Regions from separate parts of the Mus musculus genome. Here regions 2, 3, 4, 5 and 6 are each linked to region 1. Evidence: chromatin contacts called from public HiChIP or PLAC-seq data. All regions are on one chromosome and are shown on one strand. Each heading gives the region's core, a stretch centred on a gene start, on an enhancer-like site or on the middle of the called end of the contact. The rest is flanking DNA. Distances are from core to core; before and after follow the strand shown.

Region 1 (3,573 bases), core at 288-2,787:
ATAGGTTGATTTTATTTTCCAAATTTCTGTTCAAAAGCCACAGCCTTTTGGTACATGAAGCTGCCAATTTAGAGCATCTGTAAGGTTGATTTTTCAAACCCAGGGCATGCACGCTTCCTCTTGTTATAATGCCAACTGTATTTTTCCTGGGTTAAAAATCTCAGTGCTTGCTCCACTATATGCATGGTTTCTTCAAAAAGACACAGCTCTTCTAGCAATTAAACAGGGATTTTATAAGTCATCACTTATAAAGGGGGCTGGAGACCTGGTTCAGTGGTTAAGAGCACCTCTTGCTCTTGCAGAAGACCTGGGTTCAGTTCTGTGGTGATTTGGATATGCTTGGCTCATGGGAAGTGGCAATATTGGGAGGTGAGGCCTCATTGGAATAGGTGTGACTTTATTGGATGAAGTGTGTCACTGTGTAGGTGGGCTTTAAGGTCCCTAGTGCTCAAGCTCCAGCCAGTTCAGAAGAGAACCTCTGGCTGCCTTCAGATCTGGGCTTCTCCAGCGCCATGTCTGCCTGCATGCTGTCATGCTTCCTGCTATGACGACAATGGACTGAACCTCTGAAACTGTGAGCCAGTCCCAAATAAATGTTTTACTTTTTAAGAGTTGCTTTGGTTATGGTGTCTTCACAGTAATGGAAGTAAAACTAAGTAAAACTGGTTCCCAGCACCCCTGTGGTGACTCACAACCAACTGTAAATCCAGTTCAAGGGATGAGATGGCCTCTTCTGGCCTCTTCTGGTACCAGGCACACATGTGGTACACATACATGCTTGAATGTGGTGATCTGTTGAAAACACTGTTTCCAGGTAAGTCTGGGTAGTTAACGTTTGTTGCCTAATCACCCACTGAAGATCAATGAATGAGGTACTATCTAGGCCCTAAGACACTCTTCTTATCTTTCACAAGTGTTAAAGAGACTTGCGTATCGCCCATAGCTTGTGCAATATTAGAAGCACATGCAAAAACCACACCTTTTTTTGTAAACTCATTCACCCTAGGTTAGCTTTGTCTCAGGTATGTAATAGTTTGGACAGATCAACATTGGTTGAAATAGCTTGTTTTACCCTTTAAATTCGTGGGGATAAGGAAAGATTATTCTGTTGGGTGACACTTTGAAATATAACTGGCATGCAGTCGACGTGACGTATTTAAGTTGTACAATTTGATACATCCTCACAGCCGCGTACCTCCTAGGATCCTCAGCCGAAATGAGAAAATTTCTAGACTGCAATTAAACAAAAACAAAACTCAGAAAGGGCTCCAGGATGATCAGAGCTGAGCAATCCCTTTGGTATCCTTTCTCGTGAGGCTGTCACAGACAGGGCCCCCGGCCAGGCTTGGCCCATCCAAGGCTTTGAGATGCTTTGATTTATAATTTGCCACTCCCGACAGGAAATTCCTTAAACTTTCTCCTGTAGGTGTAGGGGTCAGCCAAAGCCTCGGGATGACAGAGACAGCTGGTTGACCACGCCTCCCCAAAGACCACGCCTCTCAAGGATCCCGGCATGCTGTGCGCTGGCCCCTGAACGGAAGCCGGAAGCGCCTGTACTTCCGGTTGGCGTCCCACGCGTGGTGCGCGGTGTTGTCTCTCAGGTGAGTTGCGTGGGCTTTGGACTCAACTCCGCGGCGTGAAGGACTGGCTCGGACCCTGCCTCCGCGGCGAGACCTGACCGCATCCTCGCTCGGTGCGGGGCTCGGGAGGGCGAGGCTCGGGGTCCCGCACACGGACCACTGGTGATTGCTGACGCTCAGGGGACCTCACCCAGCCACCCCACGGTTCTCGTGACCTGTACGGTGTGCAGCAGAGCGGTGGCCCCGGGGGATCCGGCTCAGCCCCGCAGTCCGCAGACGGGGACGGTAGCTCCGGGTTGAAGCCGAACTTGGTAGAAAGGAGCTGACAGGAGTCGGAGGATCAGAGCGAGCCTTAGGGAGAGCCATTTCCAGACCTAGATCGGAGATGTGACGGTCCTGAAGTGGGCGTTGTGCGGACTGGAGCTTGCGTGCGTGTGGGGCTAGAGAGTAAGTCGGAGGCCCGAGAGGAGCGGGATGAGCTTTGATACACGAGGGGAGGAGTCTTTAAAAGGCAGGGAGCTATGGTTTAAGCTGTTAAAAGTTCACACTAAAGATGTGGTGACGGATATTGGATAAGAACAGCGCAATAGGTGATTTTAAGGCGGAGCTGTTCGCTTTCTGTGTCTACTATGCATAGCTGCTCTTTGAGAACGGCTTGAATTAACGACTTGTTCCTACTTAAAGGGGCCTGACGTGTCCGGACTTAGTCCTTTCATGCTCTGCGCTGATTATTACATAAGCTAAGCATGAGGGCACAGCACAACTTCTCTTCCATCTGTCCCAGTTCTGAAGAGAAGGCTGCTTGGCCACGTCCTTGCCAGTCAAGGGTGTGAGCAGTAAACCTTTTGTTTGTGTTTCTGTTCACCGCCAGGTGAAGCATGGCTAAAAGCCTGCGGAGTAAGTGGAAGAGGAAGATGCGGGCCGAGAAGAGAAAGAAGAATGCGCCAAGGGAGCTCAACAGACTGAAGAGTATCCTCAGAGTGGACGGGGATGCTCTAATGAAAGACGTTGAGGAGATAGCAACCGTGGTGGTAGCCAAACCTCGCCAGGAGAAAATGCAGTGTGAGGAAGGGCGGTGTGACGGCGCAGATGAGGAAAAGGGTGAGCCTCGGTCTTCATTTACATGGTTTTTCTAAAAAATGATCCACTTTTCTCTTAGGGGTCGGTCTCTCTCTGTCTTTTTAAAGCCGTCTTCTACCCATTCTACTTGTCCCTAGTGTCAAGTCCAAAAGAAACTGGGGACAAATGGCTAGCTGTGGAGCTTATTAGATAATAAAGTACATGCTGGCACCCTGGTTCCTCTCAGCTCCTCCCCCCAACCCCCAAGTGTCTCCACTTCACAAGCCTCCCTCTCACTCCCATATAACACTGCCGTCTCGGCCGTGCTTCTCTCGGCTCCTGGATCCTCTCGTTCCTCTCAGTCGCCTTTACCCCACTTCTCTTCCTCTCTTGCCTCCCCAACCCCCACCCCACTTTCTCTCCTCTCATGGCCTGGTTCAGTCCACTGGCGATGTTTTGTCTTCTTTCTCTCCTGCTCTGGACTCTTCTGACTGTACCTTCCCTCATTTCGACAGTAAACACTTCCTCTTCAATCACACTTGGAGCTGTCCTGTGCTCACTGTATGCACCTCACATACCTGGTGTGTTCACGTCTTTATCCTTTGGAAGCTTACGTTTCTTTTAGAGACTGTGCTAAGCTGTTTCACAGTCAGTGTTTGTGAATAGCATCGCTGAGCTGTTTAGAATGGATCTTCAGCAATTACACAGCAGCTTGAATGCCCCAGGCACTGATGGTACTGCGGGATGGAGCTTAGCATCTAGGCAGATGTTTAATTACCCTGGAAAGTCACAGAATCTCACTTTTGTTTGCATCTTTTTAGAGACCCCTGTGTATTGTTACTCATTGGAGGCTCTGTATAATGCTGGATTCAGCAAAGAAAGGGGTGTTTGTTTTTAATGCCCCTGCTTGGCAGCTAAAGGAAGCACTCATATG
Region 2 (3,573 bases), core at 324-2,823, 500 kb after region 1:
TTGCACCCTTATGACCCTACGTCTTTGGAACAGCATTCCTGCACGATTAAACTGGGAAAGGGTTCAGGCAGGAGTTGCAGGGATCAGCAAAGGAGGCTATGGTGATGCTGAGAATTGCTGTGTATCTGTAACCCAAAGAGAACACAGAACAGTTGAGCTTTGAAGGCATGTGAGCCAGACAAGAGTGTGTAAGTCTTTTGACCCAGGTTTGCCAAGTCTCTCCTAAGGGATGTGGCCCTCACAAGCCACTGTGATCCAGCTTGTAGATTGTTGAGTTCTCTCTCTCTCTCTCTCTCTCTCTCTCTCTCTCTCTCTCTCTCTCTCTCTCCCCTCCCCTCCCCTCCCCTCCCCTCCCCCATCCCTGCCCCCAGGAACCCTGCTCTTTCTGCTAACTATACCACAGCCAGAGAAACATGGAGGTAGATACTGATTAGAGATGTGCGCTAGAGAGAAAAATATGCCTCCTGGCAGAATCAGAAAATGGTCAAATTAAACAAAACAAAGCCAAAAAAAAAAAAACCAAAAAAAACCAAACCAAACAAAACAAACAAACAAACAAGCAAAAACAAATTGCCAAACGAAAAAAAAAAATTGCCGAACGCTGAGAATTGAGGCAACAGCAATTCCCGCCGGGCACTGGGATCCATTCTCTGTCTTGTGCGAGGCACAAGTCTAATTACAGCTCTTATGAGGAAAGATGACAGTGTTTTATTTTATCTTATTTTGTTTTGTTCTTTATGTGTAAACAAACCAGTCAAGGGCTGGTAAGCCTCAGCCAGCTGGCATTTATTTGTTTTTATCTCCTACTGTGATTCACCTTGTTTTAATTGACTTCCAAGAAAACATTCGGGGATAGGGAGTGGGGGGGGGCACTTCGTGGTTGTGGCTGTAGCTAAATACACACGTTTACCTGAAGCCGGAGTCAGGGAGGGAGGACACAGTGCCTTCAATTCCCTACCCAACTTCCTTCCAATCCTATCACCTTAGGCTATCCTGCCAGAGTCCGTGGGGCTGGCTTGGAGAGAACTTGGGGTTACGATGGAAGACCTTGTGCGCCTGCGCCTTCTGTGAGCGCTAAAATGCTGGGTCTCCCTGGGAGCAGCTATCCCCGGGTCTGACAGCTCCTACCCAGAGTCCTCTCAGACTCCCACCCCAAACTGGCATTTGTCGGGTGTCTAGCAAGTATCCTGGCTTTGGTTTTCCCATTGAAACCCAACGGCTATATAAGTGAAGAGGAATGTGGAGGCGGGGGCAGAGGAGGTCTGCAAGGTGATCGTATTCTGTCGTTTGGGGGGACGTTAGGAAGTCCCTTTTCAAATTTTCTCCCCACAGAGGCTGGGCATCCTACCACTTGTGAGGGAACTGGCTTCCCTAAGAATGTTAGGATTATTAACATAGCTTAGGAAATGAGTCCCTAGAGGTTCACCATGGGCTTGATCGCACAGAATGGCTGCTGTGAGAGGCAGCCTGCTTGCGAATCAAGGGCTGGAGATGCTCTAGAGGATAACGTGCTGTCTCTCCCTAAAGAATCTGGAGTGTGCTTCCCGGAGTGAGCAGCAGGAAGTCTGACTGACCTACATGAAGCATCCAAACAGAGTTAATGATTCATTCAACTGCTCTCTCAGACGTTCACTAGCCAGAGGTCTGAAACTTAATTTTTTTTTTTTAATAGAAACTGACACCTGCGGTTTAAGAATTCCCTTATAGCCTTTGGGATAAAAAATCTTGGCTTCCCATTTTAATTCAAAGACAAGGTGAGAGGCTTTCCTTGTAAGAGGAGCCAGCAAGGAACACTCTCTGGCTCCTTCTGTTAGGGGGCCTTGCCCTCCTCCCAAGCTCTGCGGCCTGGGTACCTTTGATGTCCAGGCTGCCTCCGACCTCATCTCAGCAGGATGCTCTCCTTGATCCCTTCCAACCTCCCCACCCAAGGTCCTCCTGAGTGTGGGAAAGTGGGTGGAGCAGAGTAGCGCATCTGAGGTCTCTCAGCCTGCAGGGCTTTCGGAGTGAGGGGCCAGGTCAGCAGGAAGGTGCAAAAGGATGGAGTGGAGACGGAAAGACAGAAAAGATGGAATGGACAGAGCCAAGGGCCCAGCCAGAGCTTCCCACGGCACTCACCACAAGGTACTGGCTGTATTTGGTGTGGTCTCCGACCCCCAGTTCCATCCCATTTACAACTGCTTAAACAGCCCTGTATCCAACCAGCTCATGACAGCTGTTTTGACCTGTGGAGACGACTCTGGATGGTGATGGATAGGCGGATAGACTTGCTGGGTATGGCTGCATATGCAGCCAACTGCCCACTCCGATTTAAGCTTTATCCTTCTACCGTTCCTGGTGTAATCCCCACACTCTGCCACCCCTCGAGCCTTCTTGTCTTTATAATCTCTGTCTTGTTTGTTCTATGCCATTCAAGGAGCTACAACACCTTTGGCTTCCTAATGCTCTTTCCACATCCAAACTTCATCCTCTCTCTGCCATTGGCTTTGAAGATGTCCTCATCTCTCTGGTAAATAGTACTACATGTACAGCCCCCCACTCCACCCCACCCCCGGCTTTCTGGATTTCAGCAGAATTAACCTGAAAGTTTATCTTAAACGAAAACAATTAACTAGTACTCAGTGAATGGTGGCTCTGAGAATTGATAATCAATACGTATTCTATAATGTCCTTTGGTTGGTATGTTTCTTCTGTAAGTGACAGGCAAGTGTGAAGGGGCTAAAATAATGGAGGTGCCAAAAGGCATCATTTTCTTTAAAAGGTAGTTACTGAGTCTGCCTAGTTTTGTGTCAGCCACTTCATTGAGAGCCTTAGAGCCTGGGCTGTTCACTAAAGTTCCCAGATGTTTGCTTTGACTTTCTAAAGAGGACAGTAAAGACTGGGCACATGGCATGAGTGGATCACAAGACACTGCCAGTTTCAACAGGGGATGGAGCTGGGAAAGGTGGTGATCTTTCTAACAGTTTCCAAAGTGCCGAGAAAAAGCCATGGGAAGAACAGAAGAGCTACAGAGATTTTTCAGAAAGGTGTGTGGAATAGGAAGGAGCCTGAGGGAAGAGCAGGAAGTCTGGAGCTTGGGGTCTCAGAAACCATCTCTACACTCATGGGCCCTGAGGGAAATGCCACCTGCCCAGCCCACGTGAAAATTCCACACGGAAGGCCTTTGCTTCTGAGTTAGCTCTGAGGCCTGGCGCATCGTTGTGACTCTGAAAGCACACCATAAGCTTTTGGCATAAAGTCAACCTTTACTTCCCCGAGCAGAAGGTTCCTTAGTGCAATGTGACGAGACAGAACCACTTAGCATGCCACTTTTGCCAGATCTTTCCACTTTAAAGTGCAAGTTTGGAATGCTGTTCTTAGCTCTACCACTGCGCTATCATGGGACAGTGACCGCGCCCCACATCAGGTTCCCTATTGCTGGTGACAAAACTAGAGAGAGAAATCTTTAGCACCCAGTAAAACCATGACTGCTCCAAATAGTTCATAATGATTTTTTTTTCTGGGAAAAATAACTTTCAACTGAAATAGCATAAAAAAGCAATGGGAAAATGCACAGGCATGCGAGAAACCCTGATC
Region 3 (3,573 bases), core at 473-2,972, 450 kb after region 1:
CCACCCCAGAACTCGAAGGGGCTTGCTTTCCCTTGAAGTACAGGCTTGCACTATGGGTGCACTACAACCCCCACTGCCTGCATTCACTCCTTCTCTTGTTAGCATTGGATTCTTTAAAAAATATTCCCCCTGAAATGCCTCACTAAATACACTTTCTTGACACTGCACTTAGCAAAAGTTTAATTGATTGTCTTTTCGGAGAAAATGCACATGACATTCAAAAGCTGTGAGAGGGATTTGGAGTGGGTAGATGTGAGAAAATGTTTTTTTTTTTTTTCCTGTCAGAGGGAAACATTCAAAGAGGTGTGTGGAGTGTCTTTATCTTGTCTCGTCGAAGGGGCACTAAAAACAAATGAGTAAGTTCTACCTTCACCTTCCCTCTGCTGGAACCTGGGGGGACAAGTACCATGCAGTAGTCAAATCTGGGTAAGGGTAGACGTCAATGTGAACAGGGTCACATCATCCTCGGAACATCAATCCTTGGGTAGCAATGTGTTACATCACTGAGAGTGAGGAAAGAGTGGTGGCTTTGTGTGACCAGCTTTCCGCTGACTGTCTTCACAGCTGCCCTTAAACTCATCTTGCTTCAGCCTCTTGGGTGCTGAGGATTATAGTTATCTATCTATCTATCTATCTATCTATCTATCTATCTATCTATGAGTTCACATGGTGCTGGGAATCACCAGGGGAAAGGCCTAACACTTGATTTTGCAGACTTGTGGAGCGGCATCCCACAAACAAGACAGCTCAAGGGTTCCTTTGTGAATTCTCTTTGTCTCTTTCTACTCCTTCAGAAAAAGGAAAACTCTAGTTTCATTTCAGCACATGCCCGAGAAGTTCTGTGTCTCAGCAGGCAATAGATGTAATGGTTAGTGGATTGATTTGTGAGGTATTTAAACAAAAACTGGCTTTATTACTGAAAATCTGAGAAGCCCTCGTCCTTCCAGGTGGAGAGAGGATCTGCCTGCCTGTGGTTGCCCATGCTTGAGTCCCCAGCCCTGCCTCACCTCTCCCTTGACTCTCTCAGCCCTTTACAAGCCCAGGTCCCTGTGGCAGATCAGATGTAGCTTCTTTGCTGACCACCCCATTGCCATCCTGTTTCCAAGGAGGACAGGTTTGTGTCGGTAGTCACCCTCTTTTTCCTCCCCACTTTGCCAAAGTTTTAGCCAACTATGCCAATTGTCCTGTATTTCCATGACTTCAGACCTTAAACATTTGAACCCACAGTGGAGAATTCCTTTTGAGCGCTTTCTGAAGAACTCAGTTTATAGTCTCCTCCTCTCTCCCCCCACCCCCCAAGCCAGCTCACTGGGGCAATGATTTCCTCAAAGAATTCCAACAAATTAGTTAAGCACTGCTCCCCTTCCCGGAGTGACGTCAGCTGTCTTTAATCAAGCTTGCTTGTCCAACTGTTCCCTATTTGATACCTTCAAGCAGTCAGGATGTTTCCTTCGACTAACACCGCGGCGCAGCTTCTCATACTCTGCAGAGTCACAGCTCTCTGTGGATAACAGGTCAGGGATGCGATGCATCTGACATGGGGACTCCATCCCAGCTTCTTTTTATAGGAAGAGACCTTTCCCACTAAACCCAGAGCTAAACGCTTTAAATCGGAATCACGAAGGGCGGCATCTCAGAGTCTTCCCTCCGGAAGTTGTTAGTATTACCTTTACATATTTGAGCTTCTCAATGATGTAATCCCAGGACCATGCAGTCCCTATGCTAATTGTAACTGGTATTTACTCTGTGGTAGTAGTGCCAAGTCTTGACTTAAGAAGTCAAGAGGTTACACTATACAGATGCGCAATTAGATAGCTATGAAACATTTGCCTGAAGGCTTTGATAGTTTAATGTTTTCCATTAGACTCGTACACAGATATGTGTATTCTTATAGATATGTATATTTTAGAATACATGTGTGTCTCTGCAACACCTCATGTGTGGCCATGATAGCCATCACATAAACTTCTTCATTTTTCCAAACCCTGGGATACAATTTCAAACCACATATAAACGGACTTTATACTGCACATATGCGCCACACAGGGCCCTACCACACAGATGGTATCATTATTTCCACACGGACTGATTCATAGTCTAAACCCAGAAAAGGATCTCCAAGAAAAGATGTTTTAAGACCAAGTTTCCAAAAGGAAACCCTTCAAGAGAATGTCCAGCATAGCTCTGATACTTTGCAGGGGCGGGAGGGGAGGGGCAGGCAAGGCAGAAGGCCCCCAAACTAGAACCAAAACCAAACAAAAGGAGCAGCATTAAAAAGTTCTGTGATGATGGGGGGGGGGGGAATGCTATAAACTTTTTACTATGACTTGTTTGGAAAGAGCTTGCTTAACAAATGCAGCCATCTTCTATTGAAACGCAAGGCAGTAAAATGTTTTATGGTGTACTATCACAGTACCACGATGTGGATAGAATGGTTATTCAATCAAATCTTGGAAAAGAATAGCTTGTGTTTGCTCTTCGAGGAAAGCCAGCCCTTGAAAAGAGACAGGGAAGGGGGTGGGAGGAAGAGGGAGAGAGGGAGGAAAAGAAACTTTCTATAGAGTCTTGGGAATGGGAAATTGTCTGGAAATTGTCAACTGAAGAATGGGGACAAAAAGAGATGCGAGCGCTTGTCCTAGAGAAGAGGAGGAAAGAGGGTGCCAGGGAGGGAAATGAGGGCTGTTTTCACATAAGGGCAATTATGCAGCAGAGTTGTTCATTGTAGAGTTACGATGTGAAGCTGGAAAAGAACAGAAGTGGAGCCAACGGGTAAACATTGGAGGGAAGAGGTGGACGTGTCTCAATAAAGACCATTCTGCATGATGGCTTCACTACAAAGGAATGGCCTATGCCATGACCGAGGGCTCTGAGCCTGAAGCTCAGTCAGAGGCTTTCTCGCCATCCAGTGCTCACCCTGACAAAAAGCCTTTAGATAATCGGAGGTTTATGCCTACCGGGTCTTGGAAGCCCCAATTCCATTCTTCCCCCTGAACCGTTTATCTGTCCTCAAGCCATGATAACTGTCCTTACCAAAGGACCCAACCACAGGACCCACAGATCATGGGTGTGATCTGCAGAGCTGTCTGCCAAAACCAACCCCTCATGAGCTGATTATCTCAGGTGTTAGTGACAGGAAGCTGACTAACACAGGCAGGAGGTGAGGGTTCCCACCTTGAACGGACCCCAATGAGGGGACCTGAGAGATTCTGACTGTGTTTGGGTGTCCACAAGCCTAAGACTTGCTTAAAACTCCAAACCAGCAATTGCAGACAACCCCTACAAATCTGACTGTGCTCCAAATAAGATTTCTATGAAAATAGTAATATGTATTAAAATTTACCTGGTACCCTAAAAAAGATTTCTGTTAAAATAGTCACATGTACTAAAATTGACCTTGGCATTTAATGTTTCCTGTGAAGAAAGGGGCTTCCCTTTTTAAAGCAGAAAGTGTCTTAGTGCATTTTCCTGGTGAGGTAAAAATAAAGGAAGTCTTGCTCTGCTCTTTCCAAGTCAAGGAAGCAATCAGAATAAAGAAATCAAAGAATCACGGGTGGGGGTGGGGTGGGGATCCCA
Region 4 (3,573 bases), core at 375-2,874, 390 kb after region 1:
AGGTGCATGCTGGATGGGGAAGCCAAGGGCTCTATGTCCTCCTGTTTGTATTAATTCAGTTCAGGAATGTCCATTTGAAAGGAATTGATGAAGTGGACTTGGGTATTTGGAAACCACTCCATACCTCATCTGACCACTAAGACCAAGACACTGACTTCTGACTGGGCTTTCCACGTTGTTTTCTCACAGGCATGTAAAACATTAAGATGTCTACTTTCGTCCCTAATGGACTCCTCCTCCTGTGTTTCCTATCTTAGGGGACAGAACACTGTCATGTCAGGTAACCAAGACTGAAGAAGTAAACTCTCTGTCTTCTGTAAACCCTTATGCAATCTGCGTATCTATTCATCCTGGGAGATATGCCCTGAAGAGGTGTATTCTAGATCTTGACACCAAGCGGTACACAAACGCTGTTCCCCTAGGGAACGTGCATTCTAGTCAGGGCAGGCAATACATGCAATAAGCTTGGCAAAGCAGCGGGATGGGTAGAAAAACCATGTAGGGGAGATAGGGAGTTCGGACTTTAAAAGTCTGTAAGCTGCTGGTCAAGGGACTTTGAGAAAGGGGTTTAAAAGGTAAAGAATGAAACGAATGAGTATCTGCAGGAGGCGTGTGACAGAGAGGGAACATGGTAGAGGCCTTGAGTGCATTTCAGGCATAGTCAAGGGAGCATGTGGCTGGAGCAGAGAGCAGAAGGAAAAGCCAGAGAGGTGCTGGGGGTAGATCGTGCAAGGCTGTACAGCTGGGGGTAGATCGTGCAAGGCTGTATAGCTGGTGGGTAGATCGTGCAAGGCTGTATAGCTGGGGTGGGGGGGGGGGGATAGATAGTGCAAGACTGTAATGCTGGGGGTAGAAGCGGGTGAGAATCATCCCAAACTGAGAGGGCATGAACATGCCTCAAGGAAACAGAGAGATCTGGATGTTAAATCAAAATGGGGACCACACTTTGAATATTAAAATGAAAGAGTCAGCCAAGCAAAAGCAAAGACTGGGTCTCAGGTTGGCACAGAGGCACATCTAGTTCTTGGCTTCCCTTCCCATCTTAGCCTGCATCATCTCCTACAAATCTTATAGCCTGAGCTTCATCTACGCTGAACTTGCCAAGTTCCCTGCTGACTGGGTCAGTGGGGCTCAGGGTACACATCCCACAGAGGGTCAGCTTCAGCAAAGTGTGGCTTTAGCCTGGAAAACAACAACAAAACCAAAGGATTGACTGGAATCTATTAATCTACTGAGGCCAAGAGGGGAACATTTAAAATAAGGTCTTTAAAAAAAGAAAAAAGTGTTGAAGCCTAGAGCAGTCTATGCATAATTCTGCAGAAAGCCAGGAAGAGATGACCTCAGAAAATGTTCACTCAAAGCTCTGACTCCATTTCCTGTGTGTTCTCTCATCCTATTAGGAATCAGAACAGCTGGGTGTCTTTATTACTGAGATTTAAAAGCCACATTTAGGAGACCCCCTCCCAGAAGAGCACATGAGTCAGGTGATGAGCCACTCACGAGTCATAGGAAACAGGCAGCGTTGAAAATTTAACACACACACACAACTCTCCCCCACCCCCAAACCCACAGAAACTATCCACAGCTTCCTGTCACAGGAGATGTGACTCACGTCTCTGGAGGGGTACACATACCTTATTATAGTGGCGGAAGAAAACGTGTCTCCATCAGATGTCTCCCCCAACACCCTCTGCACAGAGCAGTTCTTTGGTGAAAATCCTTTGAAACTTACAAAGTAATTTCTGTCTTTGTGGTTGGGCCATATTGCTATGGTTTGTTCTCACCACAATGACTCTTAATTTAAGGAGCAAAATGACGGCAATAAATCCTTTAACTATATTCAGCTGAATACAGAGTCAAGTTGGGGATGAATGGAAAGAGAAGGCCCTTGGCTGACCTAGCCTGTGGACCTCCCAGAAACTGCTCCCACACTCCAGGGACGCCCCAGCAGGCACACAGAGAAAAGGGTCCCAAGCTGGCATCTTTGGTTCCAGTGGATTCCTTTCTCCTATAAATGAACTTTTTTTTTTCCTTGACTGTAGATAAGGGGGTTAGAAATGAGGGAAGGAGGATGGAAGGAAGAGGGGATTACAAAATACTTGGCATTGATTTGAATCTGAAGCAAAGAAGTTTGAATTAAATGCACCCACAAACTTGCAGAGCATAGTTGTTGATTTTGTTCTTAAATGAAGAGCAAGACGGAGCGAGTGGCGGGGAGCCGTGGTGACCTCATTTCCGAACTCACTAAATTATTCAGTAACAAGAATTAGAGGGGGAAATAGAGATAGAATACAGACAAAGGAGAGAGGTGGATGAAATGTCAGCAAGGATATTGGAAAAGTTCATAAACGGATCATACTATTAACTGTCTGCCTAAAAAATTCTATAATATAAATCTATAAACAATATACATATATATGTGTATATATGTATATACACACACACACAAATATAGATGTGTATATATTTTTCATCTGGGCTAACAATGCTCTTTCCAAGAGCCAAAGACCACCTCCACCTAAGGAAACCCCCACATCAGGCTTTAGAAGACCTCTTTTGAGTTGTTGGTCAGGATTATCTGAGGCATTCCCAAAACTCTATGGACTATTGTTATTTTCCTTGGATGCCCTCCAGATGTGGGAGGTAAATCTCTCCTCTTGGTGTCTTGCTATAGACACCATGCACAGGCCCCTAAACTGGAACTGACCCGAATGGTTCTTCCTAAGGGCTAGCCTTCTTGGCACCAGAAGGCACCATGCCAGCTTCCACAGGAGAGAAAGAGCCAGCAATTTTATCCAACTACAGCGCCTATGGACCACAGCAGTGACCTGTGTGGCACAATAACCCTAGGGGAGCATCCTTACTTTGGAGGTAACAGGTCTGTAATTAGACTTAAGACCCCCTCAAGAGGAGGGAATCTTGCCTGATGCTGGAACACTAGCCAGCTGCCCCGGACTAGTGAAGTCATGGATCTTGGAGGAGAAACTACAACCACCCCTTTACCAAACTAGATTAATCTCTAACACTCAAATGTATTCATATACCCACAGAAAAGTGCACGTCTTAGCCCTCATTAATGGGACTTCTCTTTGCAACGGCTAGAGGTTATTACAGAGAAACCACAACCAATCAAAGTGCGGAGTTGTGGAGCCCTGTCACAATGGATAGATCTACAAAAAGGTGTGTCCTTGTTGGAGTAGGTGTGGCCTTGCTGGAGTAGGTGTGGTCTTGTTGAAGTAGGTGTGGCCTTGAAGGAGGAAGTGTGTCACTGCAGGTAGACTTTGAGGTTTCAAAAGCTCAGGTTAGGTCCAGTTTTCATATTCTCTCTCTCTCTCTCTCTCTCTCTCTCTCTCTCTCTCTCTCTCTCCCTCTCTCCTCTCTCTCTCTTTCTCTCTCTCCTCTCTCCTCTCTCTCCATCTCCTCTCTCTCCCCCTCTCTCTGCCCCCTCTCTCTGCCCCCCTCTTTCTGCCCCCCTCTCTCTGCCCCCTCTCTCTGCCCCCTCTATCTCCCTCTCCCTCCCTCTCCCTCCCCTTTCTCTTCTTTCTCTCTTCTCTCTCTCTCTCTCTCTCTCTC
Region 5 (3,573 bases), core at 519-3,018, 350 kb after region 1:
GGGGCAGCGTGCCCTGTGAGGTGTGGGCTCGGGTATTCCAGGGAAGGATGCTTGGCTGAGAGATAGATAGATCTTGGTATAAACTGGGAAGCCTTCCCGTGATGAAACTGAATGAGAACCTTTAGTGTGTGTGTTGGGGGGTGGGGGGAGGAGTACACGGGTACCTTCCATCCCTCACTGAGAAGCTCCACCGTTGGTCCTTAGTCATATATAATTTAGGTTTCCAAGTTCTCCAGACACACGGAAGTCATACAGGTTGTAAAATGGGCTTTGTAGTCTGTACAAAATAACCCTGAATACAACCTCTAACCTAACACTTGAGTCTTCTCTATCCAAACACTTTTTCCAGAGGCAACCACTCTTAATATTTCTAAATGAATAGCGAGTTTGGGCAGTTGGGCACCACACCACATACATGCACTCTATTCCATATATAATACATATGTATTCTATATGTCAACAGTATATAGATCACAGCCCTCTCACATTTAAGTTCATGTTGGTCTGCTTCATCCTATCAAGGAGTGCATATGACTTCAAAGTGCCCCACTATTGTGATGTATTTAGCCATGTCCCTGACTGACCCCATTTGTCTTCGCAGACGTCCTTCTCATTCATTCATTCACCAAACTTTAAACATCACTCCCGGCATGTCAAACATGCAGTGCGCCTGAAAATTCAAAATTGACGCTGTCTGTGCTCTGCTGGCCTTACCATCAAGCAGACATACTTGAGATATGGTTGTATAGACACGGTGATGAAATAGAAGACAATGAAAGCCACCTTAAATCCTGCCGAGTCCGCAGCAGGGGGTGGGTAGTAGGATAGGAGTAAATAAATAAATAACCAGCTTGCCACAGCAGATCAACACTGCACCAGGAGCATAAACAAAGAGCCACAGGAGTCCAGAGGGGCAAGCCGGTTCCCAGCAGGGCTTTCCTGCCTGGGTCCAGGCCGAAGTCACCAGACCAATCTTTCCACAGCAAGCCTTTGATCAGGTCTCAGCTCTGCTTGCAAACCTCCTGTGACCCTTGGTGGCCTGGCCTCTTCCCCCATCTGCTGCAGAAATTACTGCGGTGACATCACTGTCTCTCACTAGAATGGGGGCCATTGTGATATGGTCCCAAAGCGCTCTGGGATTGCTATTACAAGTCCAGGGTGTGAGTTCTGTCTCTGTCACTTTTTCCTTGGGTGATAATGGCCAATCTACCAAAACTCTGAGATTTACAGTCCTCACCTGTTAGCCGTTGACACTGTGCAGCTCATACATTTGGTACAAGGATTAAATCAGATGGTACAGGTGACAAAAATTTAAATGTAAATTATTTTACAAGTATCATATTAATTTACATATATAAATATTAATATATATATACATGTGTATATATATACATATATATTCCACAACCTATTTGATCATGAATTTACAAATATGCTTATATGCTTATCAGTAGCAGTTACACCTACACACACACAAATGGAGGCTATGGATCTGTTTTAGATTCTGAAAAGTTGGTAGGAAATTGAGAAGAAAATGGGGGAAAAGCTTCCTAGTCTTACGGAATTCTGTGAAAACAAGATAAGGTTTTGTTTGTTTGTTTTGTTTTGTTTTGTTTTGTTTTGTTTTTAAAGCCTACAGTGTGCTTGTAAAACTGCAAATTATCCCATATGCCTACTAAGCAGAGAAGCTGGTAACCACACAGAATAGGCCTGGCCAGTGAGTCACCGGGCTAGGAGTGTAGAGGGATGTAGAGATCAGAGACGGTCGGTTTCTCAGCTTCCTGAGAGATGAACTGATTGACTGGCAGGAGGCTGGTGAGGAACTGTGACTACATTGGGTCTCAGGAACTGGGGACCAGGAAATCAGCTGCCTTGCTGATACTTTGGACCAAGGTAACAGAAACCCGTTAGTGAGGTTAGTGAGGTTTTCCAGGAGGGGGAAAAAATGAGGATTTTTCATTTGATGGTGTTATGGGGTTGAGTGTATAAGCCCACTGAGGAAGGGACTAGGCAGAGCTGGGGGACATCCTTCATCCGCCTGGGATACAGTGGAAGAGAACACAGGAGGCCCAGTTCTGAAGTTGAACCAGATGAGGAAGCAGCAGCTGGGGAAGGGAGCCCCCCCCCACCCCAATTTCTCATAGGGCCCTAAGCTAAAACACTATCTAGGGATAAAAAGTGCACCCAGAAAAAAATTCATAGTGAAAACTAGACTTGGAGGAGAAGTCTTCCAGGAACAAACAGGTTTCAAGATCCCGAATGTTAGAAACAATAGGCTTGCTGATTATAATTTACTCTCAGCTGCCCTTACAGTTCATAAAAGAGTCCCTTCAAAGGCTTTGGCTTCGAAACTTTATTAGCCATGTTTCAGCAACTGTACGTCCTTGAAAGGGACCCAGATGCACTTCTGTGCAAATAATCTTCGATTCAGACATTTTACCAGCCCAAGCCCACTTTGATTTCTAATATGTTCGAATAAACAAGGCTATGCCACAGAGCTAATCTGTTTCCCAAGGATTTAGAAGTTGGAAACCAACCGTAAAGTAGATTCCTTTAGAAAACCCCAGTCTTCTGCAGCCAGATGTCTCTCGGAGCCTTTGACCAAGGAAAGCCTCCATTTGTGCTCCTCCCCAAAGGAAACGGAATCTCTCCCCATTGTCAAAACTAATCCAAGTTTCTGTATTTCATGTGGGTTTCCTCCATTCTGTCTTAGAATACACCAGCATCTCCACTGAGAACAGCAACCGAATACAGTTCCTCTTAAAGTGGTTTTTGGAGAGATGAGAACCTGTGGTGGAAATCAATTCTCTTAATATGGCATCAGTCAGCACAGAGAAAACAAAACAAAACAAAACTCCAAAAACGAATGGTATTAACCCCCCCAGTTTCAATGTGTACAATGTTTTAGCCACCTTTCAAATACTTTCCCAGAATGCTTTAGATGTTTGCAACATTTTAAAGGGCTTAGATTTTTGTCTTATGACTTTTCAGAATTAAAATTATATTATCGAACCATTTTGAAATTTTGCTACGATATGTACTGTCATGGAATAAATAGTTCAGACTCTGAATGCGTTACATAGTCAGATCGCTACGTTCAAAACCAACAAACACGTCTGATGGGAGTCGGAAAGGCAAACCCGGGGTGCGGAATCCCTCAGCATATGGAATGGAGTGTCGAGAAATTGATAGGCTTCCTGACCAGTTCATTTTCTAGCAACTGAGACTAATAGCCAATGTCTTTCTTTCTTTTTTCTTTTTTAAAGAAAAATGAAAACAGTTTCCTCTTTGGTCTAGCTGAGCCTGCTGAGGATAAAAAATGTCGGAATGAATGTGTGGCCTGTCGGAGGCACAGAACCCTCTATCTTTATTCCATATGTTCTGAAGTGAAGCCTGATGGGATTTCAGATCGTGGCCGAGATAGGAGAGGATGGGGCAACACTCCTGAACAAAAAAAAAAAAGCTGAGCTTCGAAATCCAAATCTCAGATTCGGGTCAAGTTCGCTGAGAGGTTTGCCGAGGCTGGTGGACCTCTGGGTGAACTTGCCTGGAGCCCTGAACTAGATAAGGGCA
Region 6 (3,573 bases), core at 305-2,804, 320 kb after region 1:
GACTTGTGTACTTACTCAGAGACAAAATAAAGACCAATATTGCCTCAGAAGAGATACGTAGAAATCCATTGCTAGATGAAATAAATGGTCTTGACTATCAACCTCTTACAGGGGTCTTTTTTGTTCAGGAATACTGTCATGAACTGCTCTTCACTGTTCTGTGTTGCTGCTAAAAATTAAATTTTCCTAAAAATGTAAACTTATAACTTCTGTTCATACTTTAAATGAGATATAATTCTAATAACTTATTTTGCTGTTTTATTTTGGTTTTTTGTTTGTTTTTTTGTTTTGTTTTGGGTTTTCTGTTTGTTTGTTTGTTTGTTTGTTTGTTTGTTTGTTTGTTTTAGACAGGGTCTCTCTAGTTTTGTTCTGGAACTCAATATGTAACCCAAACTAGCCTTAAACTCATGATCTGCCTGACTCTGGCTCCTAGTGGCTGGGATGAAAGGCACATAGCACCATGTCCAGCTGGGATGATCCTAAGTTAGTCTTTTCTCTTTTGCTGCAACAACAACAACACAACAAAATACCCCAGGCTGGGTATTTTATAGAGAAATAAGGGTTATTTGACTAAAAGTTATGAAAACTGAAATCCCAAGATCAGGCAACTTCTTTGGTTTGGGCTCTGAGGAGCCTTAAGCTCGTCACCTCATGGACGGCTGAAAGGAAACGCACGTGGGAGAGGGAGCAGTTATATGATGACATAGGAAGCTAGACAAGATCAGGACCACAACTCATCTCGTCAGAACTAACCAGGGTTCCACAAGAACCACCTTAACCTAGCAGGTTTTGAGACTGGTGTCCCAAAGACCTAATTACCTCCAGGTAGGGTCTGCGTACCCCCATCCACATTGGTACCGTAAGGCCCAGGCACCACTGGACGACAAATCCTGTGTAAGGCAGAGCAGTTGATGTCTTCCACCTTTGAGCAATTCCTGTCCAGTTTGCTCTCTTGCTCACAGCTCAGACTTTCATACCAGAAGATCACCAATGATTCCTCAGAGTGAGGAAACATTGTTAGGGTGGAGAAAGCTGTGAGCCTGAGTTGTTTAGTGGCAGTCTCAGGGCTTCTGTGTTCTCCCTTGTATGTATAATATGTATCTTAGTGCTGCCGACTAAGTTTAACCTATTCCTTTTAAAGGACTCGAAGTTATGCTGAGACACGCCCCCTCCCCGTAACCCCCCCTCCCCCATCTTTTCTTGGAGTGTTTTACCTACAGAAAACCACAGCCAATCAAAATGCTGAACTGTGGAGCACAGCCTTAATATTTTTAAGTGTGTGAAAAAGAATGTTTAGAGAGCCTCATGCAAAAAGCTGTTTCGCTTGAACTCAACATCTCCAAACACACAGCCACAGTTAGTTATGCACCGGGAACACACCATCACCCTCCCCGAAATCTCACACTGTAGTTGATTATAAGTATAAATCAATACATGTACCCCGCAGATCGATGGCGAAGAGCCTTAACGATTCCCGCAAAGCCGCCTTTATAGAGTGGAGGAGAATACACAGCTGACAGGGAACCGCTGGGTTATGGCGACCACCCAGGTGGTGCCAGAAGTTGGAAGTAACCCTCCTCCCCCCTGCCCTCCATCAACGCAGCTCAGAACGAATTGGCTTTTCAGGAATGCTGAGAGAAAAGGAAAAGCCGGCCAAATCTTCCCGGCAGAAGTAGTTCCGATCCGGGGATTAGAGTCTGTCAATTAGGGGTGTCCGAATGGGACGGAGGGAAGAAAGAAGGAAGTGCTGCTTAAGTGTCAGGGGAGACTCTTATTTATTTTTATTTTGATTTGATTTTATTTTATTTTTAGGAGGGGGAGCAAGCGCTGGGAACGATTTTTCTTATTCTGCTTGGAAAGGAGTCAGTCCTGATCCAGATTTCCTTCCGGAAGAAACGAATCAAGGACCTTGCTGGCGGAGGGTTGGGAATGGGGGTGGGGGACAACCCTAGGTGGCCCGAGCGTGGTACGGCCTTGTCAGAGGCTATTGTACGGCTAGACCCAAGGCCGTTTCGGTACCCACGCAGCCACTTGCAGGACCGAGCGTGTCTGGATGAGCCAACTGGCCTCCCTCCGCGCCGAGCGCCCCAGCCGTCTGCTCTGCGCACGGGGTCAGGGGGCCCGCGCCGGCAGGGGCGCCTTTGAAGTCTCGGCAGCAGACTGGGTGGGAGATGGATGACCTAGGAGGGACAGGGACGAAGGGGCCCAGCCTGGTTCCCACGATCCGCGGCTCGAGGGGCCACCGCGCAATGCGGGCCGTTGCTGGGGCAGAATGAGAATGAGAGCACGTGGGTGATCTCGGAAAATGCGCGCGCGGGGATATGATCCCTAAATGTGAGCCAGGAGATTTAGCGCATGACGAACCCTAGGGAACGCACAGAAGGCGGCCACCACCGGGAGGGAGGAGGCTGTGACTCTAGGTAGCCTCGGTGAGAGTGAAGGTGGTGTACGTAAGAGGACCCGGAGTAGGATGGAGAGTGTCCTACTGGTTAGGGGGTGGGGTAGGTGTACGTCAGGAGAGGGGACCCGGCAGCGTGCGGGCTCCATGCTGCTGTGCAGATCGGTGTAGCCGTGGGTGCAAGCAGAGAAAAGGCGACCCCGACAGAGGCACGGGGCCCCTGGCCTGGACCGCTGGGCGGCGTCTGCGGAGCATCTGAGCTCAGCCTCCGGGAGCGGGGTTGGAGGGACTAGTTGCAGAGCAGCGACGCCAATGAAGTTGGTAACTTTTTCCCAAAGAGGAAAAAGAAACCGCCAAACAAGGGTCCCCTAGAAGGGTGGGAGCAGTGGCCCAGTTGCCGATAGACTCCACCCCCTCCAGACTCCGCCCCCCTCAGACTGAGGGGCGCCCGGCCTGCAGCCAATGGGCAAATCTACGTTAGGCGTGACTTTGTGGTTCGACCTGAGCCAGGCATGGAGCTGGCTGGTTTCACCTAGTCCAGACTTTGGGTCTGGAGAGAGCTGAAGGTGCTGACTGGCAAGTCAGGGAGCCTGCATCCTCCCGTGGCTTCCTCCAGCCTTTTTGGACATAGATCATAATCTGCCCAGAGACATGTTAGGTAGAGATTACATGCTAAAGGTTCTCCTGAGAGAGAAGAAGCAGTGTTCTCTCTTGCCCTAACTTACTTCTCAAGAGCTCCTCATGTAAGTTTACAAACACATCTGTTCAAAACGGTCAAATATTTGTTGACCTAGAAGTGAAAGTGACACAGAAGGGAAGAGATTCGGGATCTTGGAGGGACAGGATGAGATGAACAAGAAAGGGTTCTGAAGGTCGCCTAAATCATAGCCCCCTTACATTGTGTTTTCCTCTTCATGTTCAGGATGTGATCTTGGGGTGCAAGGTAATTTGGATTCCCTAAGTTATGGTGGTGAGGAACAGAGTATCGAAATGAAGGAAGAGAATAACGGAACAAGTTGCAATAGTAAAAACAAAAAGATGTTTAAGCGGATACATGGTAGGGGGACATTCACAAAGTCACTTTCTGTGGTCTTCAGACTCAACTCACATCCTTGCGTTTGTTGTGCTAGAACGCAGATCTGGATCCTGAGGTAGCTGCAGGTAAAGGTGGGTTG

Evidence for each region. HiChIP or PLAC-seq counts read pairs in DNA pulled down with a chosen protein or histone mark.
Region 2: a contact with region 1 is called in an H3K27ac HiChIP or PLAC-seq map of embryonic fibroblasts, with 8 times the contacts expected there. The contact joins the enhancer-like site here to the promoter of Llph in region 1. A contact is called at or near these places in 11 of 39 promoter capture datasets (the 3T3-L1 cell line, 3T3-L1-derived adipocytes, the HPC-7 cell line and 7 more), 1 of 15 datasets of contacts at CTCF or cohesin (the NIH/3T3 cell line), 15 of 115 datasets of contacts at active chromatin or transcription factors (bone marrow-derived macrophages, craniofacial prominence, differentiating embryonic stem cells and 9 more) and 2 of 9 other capture datasets (liver and pancreatic islet).
Region 3: a contact with region 1 is called in an H3K4me3 HiChIP or PLAC-seq map of stem cell-derived neural progenitor cells, with 4 times the contacts expected there. The contact joins the enhancer-like site here to the promoter of Llph in region 1. A contact is called at or near these places in 4 of 39 promoter capture datasets (cranial neural crest, liver, maxillary cranial neural crest and 1 more), 3 of 484 Hi-C or Micro-C datasets (embryonic limb bud, embryonic stem cells and nephron progenitors), 17 of 115 datasets of contacts at active chromatin or transcription factors (acute myeloid leukemia, astrocytes, bone marrow-derived macrophages and 10 more) and 2 of 9 other capture datasets (embryonic stem cells and liver).
Region 4: a contact with region 1 is called in an H3K4me3 HiChIP or PLAC-seq map of bone marrow-derived macrophages, with 3 times the contacts expected there. The contact joins the enhancer-like site here to the promoter of Llph in region 1. A contact is called at or near these places in 5 of 39 promoter capture datasets (cranial neural crest, frontonasal cranial neural crest, maxillary cranial neural crest and 2 more), 5 of 115 datasets of contacts at active chromatin or transcription factors (bone marrow-derived macrophages, embryonic limb bud, embryonic stem cells and 2 more) and 1 of 9 other capture datasets (embryonic stem cells).
Region 5: an H3K4me3 HiChIP or PLAC-seq map of bone marrow-derived macrophages shows a contact between it and region 1, with 2.5 times the contacts expected there. The contact joins the enhancer-like site here to the promoter of Llph in region 1. A contact is called at or near these places in 6 of 39 promoter capture datasets (3T3-L1-derived adipocytes, embryonic stem cells, frontonasal cranial neural crest and 2 more), 3 of 484 Hi-C or Micro-C datasets (embryonic stem cells and palatal mesenchyme), 7 of 115 datasets of contacts at active chromatin or transcription factors (bone marrow-derived macrophages, embryonic limb bud, embryonic stem cells and 1 more) and 1 of 9 other capture datasets (embryonic stem cells).
Region 6: an H3K4me3 HiChIP or PLAC-seq map of embryonic stem cells shows a contact between it and region 1, with 6 times the contacts expected there. The contact joins the enhancer-like site here to the promoter of Llph in region 1. A contact is called at or near these places in 4 of 39 promoter capture datasets (embryonic stem cells, frontonasal cranial neural crest, maxillary cranial neural crest and 1 more), 3 of 484 Hi-C or Micro-C datasets (embryonic stem cells and palatal mesenchyme) and 9 of 115 datasets of contacts at active chromatin or transcription factors (bone marrow-derived macrophages, embryonic hindbrain, embryonic limb bud and 2 more).

The regions. Positions count from the first base shown.
Region 1 is chr10:120,225,523-120,229,095 of GRCm38.p6, forward strand. It overlaps Llph (LLP homolog, long-term synaptic facilitation (Aplysia)), which reads left to right and starts at 1,538. Exons shown (of 3, transcript NM_025431.2): 1 at 1,538-1,601; 2 at 2,452-2,681. The coding sequence starts at 2,459.
Region 2 is chr10:120,721,103-120,724,675 of GRCm38.p6, forward strand. No RefSeq gene overlaps it. Among named protein-coding and RNA genes, the nearest start is that of Gm35130, 3.9 kb to the left of the region's middle. Within about 2 kb of position 1,574, at least 23 of the 459 cell types and tissues checked have an H3K27ac peak or open chromatin away from gene starts, as enhancers often do. A contact at or near this core is called in embryonic fibroblasts, where this site is marked.
Region 3 is chr10:120,677,144-120,680,716 of GRCm38.p6, forward strand. No RefSeq gene overlaps it. Among named protein-coding and RNA genes, the nearest start is that of Gm35062, 9.5 kb to the right of the region's middle. Within about 2 kb of position 1,723, at least 5 of the 459 cell types and tissues checked have an H3K27ac peak or open chromatin away from gene starts, as enhancers often do.
Region 4 is chr10:120,615,242-120,618,814 of GRCm38.p6, forward strand. No RefSeq gene overlaps it. Among named protein-coding and RNA genes, the nearest start is that of 4930471E19Rik, 19 kb to the right of the region's middle. Within about 2 kb of position 1,625, at least 112 of the 459 cell types and tissues checked have an H3K27ac peak or open chromatin away from gene starts, as enhancers often do. A contact at or near this core is called in bone marrow-derived macrophages and memory CD8 T cells, where this site is marked.
Region 5 is chr10:120,575,328-120,578,900 of GRCm38.p6, forward strand. No RefSeq gene overlaps it. Among named protein-coding and RNA genes, the nearest start is that of Gm34952, 49 kb to the left of the region's middle. Within about 2 kb of position 1,769, at least 33 of the 459 cell types and tissues checked have an H3K27ac peak or open chromatin away from gene starts, as enhancers often do. A contact at or near this core is called in bone marrow-derived macrophages, where this site is marked.
Region 6 is chr10:120,550,482-120,554,054 of GRCm38.p6, forward strand. No RefSeq gene overlaps it. Among named protein-coding and RNA genes, the nearest start is that of Gm34952, 24 kb to the left of the region's middle. RefSeq lists an enhancer at 1,477-3,116. Within about 2 kb of position 1,555, at least 93 of the 459 cell types and tissues checked have an H3K27ac peak or open chromatin away from gene starts, as enhancers often do. A contact at or near this core is called in bone marrow-derived macrophages, embryonic limb bud, embryonic stem cells and 2 more, where this site is marked.